Linked DNA regions of Drosophila melanogaster: region 2 is linked to region 1. A link is a contact called in public Hi-C data. All regions are on one chromosome and are shown on one strand. The core of a region is the stretch at or near the end of the contact, and the rest is flanking DNA. Distances in the headings are between cores, read along the strand shown. Region 1 holds the start of CG9166. Region 2 holds the start of Elp5 (Elongator complex protein 5).

What was found. Hi-C and Micro-C count contacts between places; a contact is called where the count stands out from the background.
Region 2: a Hi-C map of the Kc167 cell line shows a contact between it and region 1, with 2.1 times the contacts expected there. A contact is called at or near these places in 5 of 107 Hi-C or Micro-C datasets (the Kc167 cell line, the S2 cell line and ovary).

The regions. Positions count from the first base shown.
Region 1 is chr3L:1,349,819-1,353,019 of dm6, reverse strand. CG9166 reads right to left here and starts at 1,904. Exons shown (of 3, transcript NM_138261.3): 1 at 1,549-1,904; 2 at 1,231-1,491; 3 at 167-1,167. The coding sequence starts at 1,834. The coding sequence ends at 989. All of the region lies in intron 3 of Ptp61F (Protein tyrosine phosphatase 61F), which reads left to right.
Region 2 is chr3L:2,255,567-2,258,722 of dm6, reverse strand. It overlaps Elp5 (Elongator complex protein 5), which reads right to left and starts at 1,267. Exons shown (of 4, transcript NM_001274393.1): 1 at 1,192-1,267; 2 at 921-1,139; 3 at 206-851; 4 at 1-143. The coding sequence starts at 969. The coding sequence ends at 50. It overlaps CG1275, which reads left to right and starts at 1,300. Exons shown (of 4, transcript NM_206241.3): 1 at 1,300-1,611.

The DNA of each region.
Region 1 (3,201 bases), core at 655-3,154:
AAATGATTTCCAAATGCCAGGAGGATCTCCTTCTTGGACCCTAGTTCCCTGATTTTCCAATTTCATTCAGCATTCCGCTGGCCGGTGCAAATCCACAAATCAATGTGCTGAAAACAGCCTTGTTCACACCTCGCCCGATGACTATAAAAACACAATGAACATCGTTGAGTGGGCGTATTTATATTTTGAGCAAACAGTCGTTAAAAAACGCCGCAGGATATATTCGAGCCATTGAGATTTGAGTTTAATGGCTTTCTCTGAATGAATGGGAAATTCGATTGTGAAGTATAAAATCATTGGAATGCTTTCTGGTTCATAATATATTATTTTGCGTTTTTATTACAATTTGTTATCTATCAAACTGTACGGCTTCTTAAAGTTATTAAAACCCTAAATTACAGGATTAACTGTCTATTGTTGCATCTTCCAGTTGAATGGAGAAAATGTTCCGACGCGTTGCTACAACCAGATATACCGACAATATTCGATAAAGACAAATTAAAATACATCACATATCAAATATATAACAATTTGATTGTGACATTTCATAGATATAAGGGAATCTGCCTTTATTCTCTGAAAAGAAGAGTTATTTTCATTTTTTGCAGTATACTTTAGTGCGCACTTGTTATTATCAGATTTTCAGAAATAGGTGGCGCTAGCGTCGCTTGGCCATCTACAAAAGAATTTAGCTCCTGTTTGGAAATACTGCTGTCATATTCTGACGGATTATGGCTATTATTGCCCTATTAGAGCTCGATGTTAATAAAAATTACAGTTATTTTAAAGATGGCTGCCTGAGCGAATGCACCCAGTAAGAAACTAGAGATGGGCGATCGCATAGTTATTTTGGCCGTGACACGAGAATAACAAGTCTGACACGAAATATTTATTCATACCTTATTGTTTTTCCAAATCACACTGCAAGTGATCTCGCACGTACGCAGCTCTAAAGAGTTTTTTTTTATTAATAGTGAAATGTATTATTTTACGTCTTTAGTTTCGATTTGTCTACGAAAGAAAGGGGTGTTTGAGCCATGAAAATATCGCCATAGGGATTGGTGGGTTTTTGGCTTTCGCGGTCGAATTCGGAGCCAATGGCCCACAGCGACTCCAGATCGTATTCCTCGCGAGCACTCGGTGAAAATATGTGCAGGGCAATGTTGCCTAAAAGGAAACGGAACGTGTTAGAGCGGAGAAACCGGAATATGCATTTATTTCAATACCCACCCAAGTCCATGGCCATCCAATCCCGGCTCTTATCGCCCTCGATGCGCGGCAATATGTCACCCTTGCCCCGCTTGATCTTGAACATTCGGCGCACGAACTCCGCGGTGGACAGCATGTGTCGGTAACTGCGACCACTGCAAACCACCAGGTGGTCAACGTACTTCAGGTTCTCCGGCACGTAGCAGACGAATATGTCGTCCACATTCTCCTTGCGGAGCAGCTCCACCAAGTCCTCAACGTCGAACACTCCGCGAACACCTCCTGCAAAGGGAAACAAAGGCTTAAATTTCTGCTCTCCCTGGACGATTGCCAACCTACGCTTTAAATTGAGGCCGTAATAGTGATCCAGCTCCAGGTCCGGCTCTGGAAGTTGCTGCTCCTGGTGGCGTGCCTCTTCCACATCAAAAATCTCCGTGGCTTCCTCATCGCGGAATATTTTGTACTTGTCTTGCACGCCGGCAACCAAAGTCTTTTCGGGATTGCCTTCGATTTCCTGGCCCTTCGCTGCCTGTTGTGGCGGCTTGGAGAACTCGTGGTGGAAGCAACGCAGGACAGGCACACTCAGGCGCCTGTCGTGCACTAGGCGGAACACGCGGGTCAGCATTTTGCTTTGGCTTCTTTCTGTTGTTATTAATAAATTGGGTAACAGTTGTTGATTCGATACTTTTGGTATTACTCGATAACACTGGTCAACGATGAGCGATTGTAATATCGGTATTTTAAAGTATTTGAACCCAATTTTCTTATCAGAATTTTTCTATTTTACTTTTAAAATATTTTATTTTATTTTTTTTATTTTATTTTTATTTAAAATATTTTATTTCAATTGTTTTTATATTGTTATGTCTTTAGTTAAGTATTTAATTTTATATAAATTATAGAAAACTTATCCCGAATGTTATATTATGTTTCAGTAAAGTTCTAATTTCTGCGCAAGCACTTTAGTTTCAGTATGTGTTCTATTGCTCTACAGCGCCTGGTCACATTATTTGATGGTGAAAATATCGATAGACGTAACTAATATTTCAGAATAATAATGTCGCAGATACAATATATTGTGTTTGGCTTGCATTTGTAAATAGGAATCACCATAAGAGAATATAATATGTAATGCGATCAATATAGTGATGTACAATCGAACTATCACTCGGTATCGCACTGCAAATACCGATAGTATTTCGCAAGCTCAAATATTCGATACATCGACACTGTCGTGAGTTGTCCAGCTCTAGTTCTCCTCTGAAATTAACCAGCCGCCTGATAACCAAATTAAAAGTTATTAAATCGGAACAAATCGCAGCAAAGTGTGCACAATGAGCGAGCAGAAAACGAGTGGGAGTGGGTCGGCGGCCGCTGCCCGTCTGCAAATCGAGGCGGAGTACAAGGACAAGGGGCCGCAATGGCATCGCTTCTACAAGGTAATTGGCAACAACAACTGCGACTGCACTGAAAACTGGTTACAAACTGGACGAATGATTGTGGCACAGTTCGATTCGCCAAGGATTCGCAACGGATGCGGAGTATACACCTTTCCACAGCTCCTTGGCGCTCCGATTTCCACGAAAATGTGATGAGTGCGCAAAAGGCTTCTGCAGATGCCTCCACCACCAACACCAGTGCAGCGGCGAGCTTTACGTGTGTGCGTGTGTATTGTGTGTCAGTGCTGTTGTTGTTGCAGTTGTTGCTTTAACAGCCAGGCTTTGGCCAAAAACAAAAACCCATGGAAAAGAATGTACAAACAGAATAGCACCAACACACATACACGCACACCTGCTGCACTTTACTTTGCATTCTCCATCGAACGCGTGTGTGTGTGAGTTCGTGCGTGTGTATTGGCCTGTATTTGGCATATTTATGCTTGTTATTCTGCCATACCTTTCCCCAAAAACGCTTTCCTTTGACTATCAATAGAGCGCTTGAGCTATTCCGCGAATTCTCGTTTGGCCAAATCAAATTGGAGGCGATTTCTGG
Region 2 (3,156 bases), core at 18-2,517, 910 kb before region 1:
GACTTAAAGCCAAGGCTATTTGTACTGCCGTTCGCTGCTGGCGGGCAGCCTAGATGCACAGATCCTCGTCCGGATCCTCCTCGTCGAAATCGTCGTCGGCATCGGGCGTGTATATTATGTTTCCCTCAGACGGCTCGGATGTGCTATCATATATACGAACATATCAATAAGGAGATGTAACGCATAGAGAATGGTTACCACTCACCGTTCGTATGGCAGGGTGAGTGCATTGCGGGCCAACACTTCATCCTCGTCAAGCTCGATTTTGAAGGTGCTGCTGGCCGGCTCTGTGGTCTGCTCCGCCTCGGGCGAGGGCTGCTTGGGGGAGGCACCTGCAGGCAGTCCTCCGTCCAGCGGCGTCACCTTGAACTGGGTTTTGCTGACTTCGCAGGAGTAGCGCCTGTTGGACACCCCTCCGCCCGGCTTGCGTGATATCAGCGAGAGTAGTTTGTCCGATTCCAGTCGGAGGACCAGCTCGGCCAGGTACTCGCAGCCAGCCAGGATGTAGTCGGCATGCGGATCCTGCAGGTGCTGCGGGGAGGCCCAAAGGAAAACCCGACGCACATTGTCCGAGCGGCGTAGGCGGTTGAGGAAGCCAAATATGAAAGCAGGCGTCTGGTAGCACAGCAGGTCTGCCAATGTTGGCAGGATGACGTTAAAGCCAGTGGAGTTGGAATCCGTAGTACTCCCAGTGTTGTTGTTGGCGTACTTGTCGATCAGTGCCTCGAAGGTGGCCACGTGCTTAAGGCTGACGCCGGTGGGCAGGGCCTTGATGGTATCCGCCCCCTGTCCCTGCTCGTGCAGCAGACTGCCGATGAACTTGGGGGCAATGCGCTCCCGATTTAGCTCATCTGTGGATGAGGCGGGAGATTGGTGGTCGCATTATTTGGCAGACGATGGGGTAGTCAGTGTGTACTCACCTATTACGAGGACCACTTTCTGCTTGGTCACCACCAGGTTGGAGAGCATTTTGTTAGCATTTATTGTGGGACTACCTAAATATTATTTTAAATTGAAGCTTTTTGTTGGAGCTGCCAGTGCTGCCGAGCTAAAGGCGTTAGCGTGTTTCAGTCGTGCTCAATGGGCCACACTGGCGGCATAAGGGAATCCAGGGTCTCGAAGTAAATGTTTTCCAAGCTCTAGTTAAATATGAATATAAAGTTTGTAAATTTTTAAAATTAAAACTCACACAGTCAGTACTTTCTATCATCATGTGAACGTATATTAAATGCACACTATTTTTTCAGCACACGCAGCTACAGTATGATTCTCGCATCCCTGGTTGTCCCGCTTTTTTCCAAATGAGTAAACAGAAAATCGAAGCGGTTAACAGATCGAGTTACAGTTTAAAACCCTTTGATAGTGAAAGTTTGACCGTGTCCTTGACTTGCTGTACTAAATTAAGTATCAATGAATGTGCCGCTTTAAGTTTAACTTGTTAATAATAATGCTGACGTAGTAAATTCGCACAGCATTCCGCTCTCTTATGCTGCCAAATTATCTCTTTGTGTTTGTGCCGTTTCTGTTTGTGTTCTTGCCTCTTCCGTTGAAGACATTTTGGAAATATTCCAAACAAAACACATTATTGGATTACTGATTCATTTCAAATCTGTAAGTTTACCTGTTTCTATTTCAACTACGTCTTTAAATGTAGTTTACAAACAGTTATAATTTGGTTGTGGCTTTCCATTAATATAATATCCAACAAGTGGTTTTTCTACAGTGGTGTGAGCCCGAAAGTTTGTTTGCATGTGTGCTTCGGCGTTTACAGTTCTGAGCTTCCAACGAAAAGCTCGTGGAAATGCCAAATGAAATGGCCAAGTGCGGCAGAGTGGGCGGGGCTTTAGGGCTTTCACGCCCACGCAGCCTGTGCAGAATTTCCACGGCTTTTCCTCCATATGGAAGGCCCAGCTTCCTGCATTTTAAGCAGTTTGTTCAACAAGTAGAGTAAAGTGCGTGGCAGTAGCCACGAAAATCAGAAGTAATCGCGAAAAACCCATCGTCATCGCTTTAAAGTCACTAATTGCTGCTAAAGATAAGAGCAGGCGGTATTGAAACAGGCATTATCTGAGCAGAGTGAAGCATCAATCAAGTATACGCCATGTTGTTCTCACTGGGTGAGTTGAAGTGCACATACAGTCATTATTGCACAGCATGAACTTAAGCTCTTTAAGAGGGAAAGCTACTTGTTGTCCTTAAAGGTTTCACTTTACTGTAGATGTACTTTCGAAACTAAGAACAATATTGAAATAGTTGTTACTAACAAATTTTACCCAAAAACTTTTTGTAAACCCTTTTACGTTTTGGATTCCACTCCTTCTGGCAAAAAGTAGTTCCAATTGAAGCAGTTCCACTGCACCATCCCATTACTATGCACAGAACATCAAAGTCAAAGTCGCAATTGAAATGCCGCGCAGTGACAATGGTTTGAATAGATCCGAGGAATGCGAAATGCAAATAATCATCAATGCACCCCCTTCCCAACCAGAAGCGATCGACCTGGTCCGGCATACTAACCAGCATTCGTTGGCACCCAAAGCCAAAGGCAAAGTCAAAAGCAAACCCAACCCCACTGGAATCCTATCCGCATCGAGAACCAAACAATTATCCACACCGAAATGAGCAATATGTGTGTGCGATGTCGCATGCGAGAGATTTGCGAGCGGAAAAAGCTTTTCCTAACCATCGCCGGGCGGCGGCTGGAAAACTTTAAATTCAGTTGCGCATTGCACGCCGAAGTGTTCGGTTGTATTAACGGGGTGTCGTGCGGATTAGTTACTAGTAGTTAGTTACTAGCATTTACCAGTGTTTTTGTGCTGTGTCTTAGGGCAATTAACACCGTCCATTATACGTTGCATGTCTTTTTGTGGTTGAACCATTGGTGAATTATTGATTTAAAGTGCACAGACCATGTCGAAGGACGCGGACGTGGAGCAGGCGACCAAGCCGGAGAGCGGAGTTGTCCAGGTGGAGCCAGCGATTCCGGAGCAGCCACAGGCCGCCGTTCCGACCACCATCTCCACGGCGACCACAGTGATCGCGGTGACTAATGGGGAAAAGCCAGCGGCAGCGACACCAGCAACAACTGCAACACCTGCGACAGCAGAACAAGTGCAACCTGCAACAACCATCGCTGGCATTGAGTTGGCCACTCCA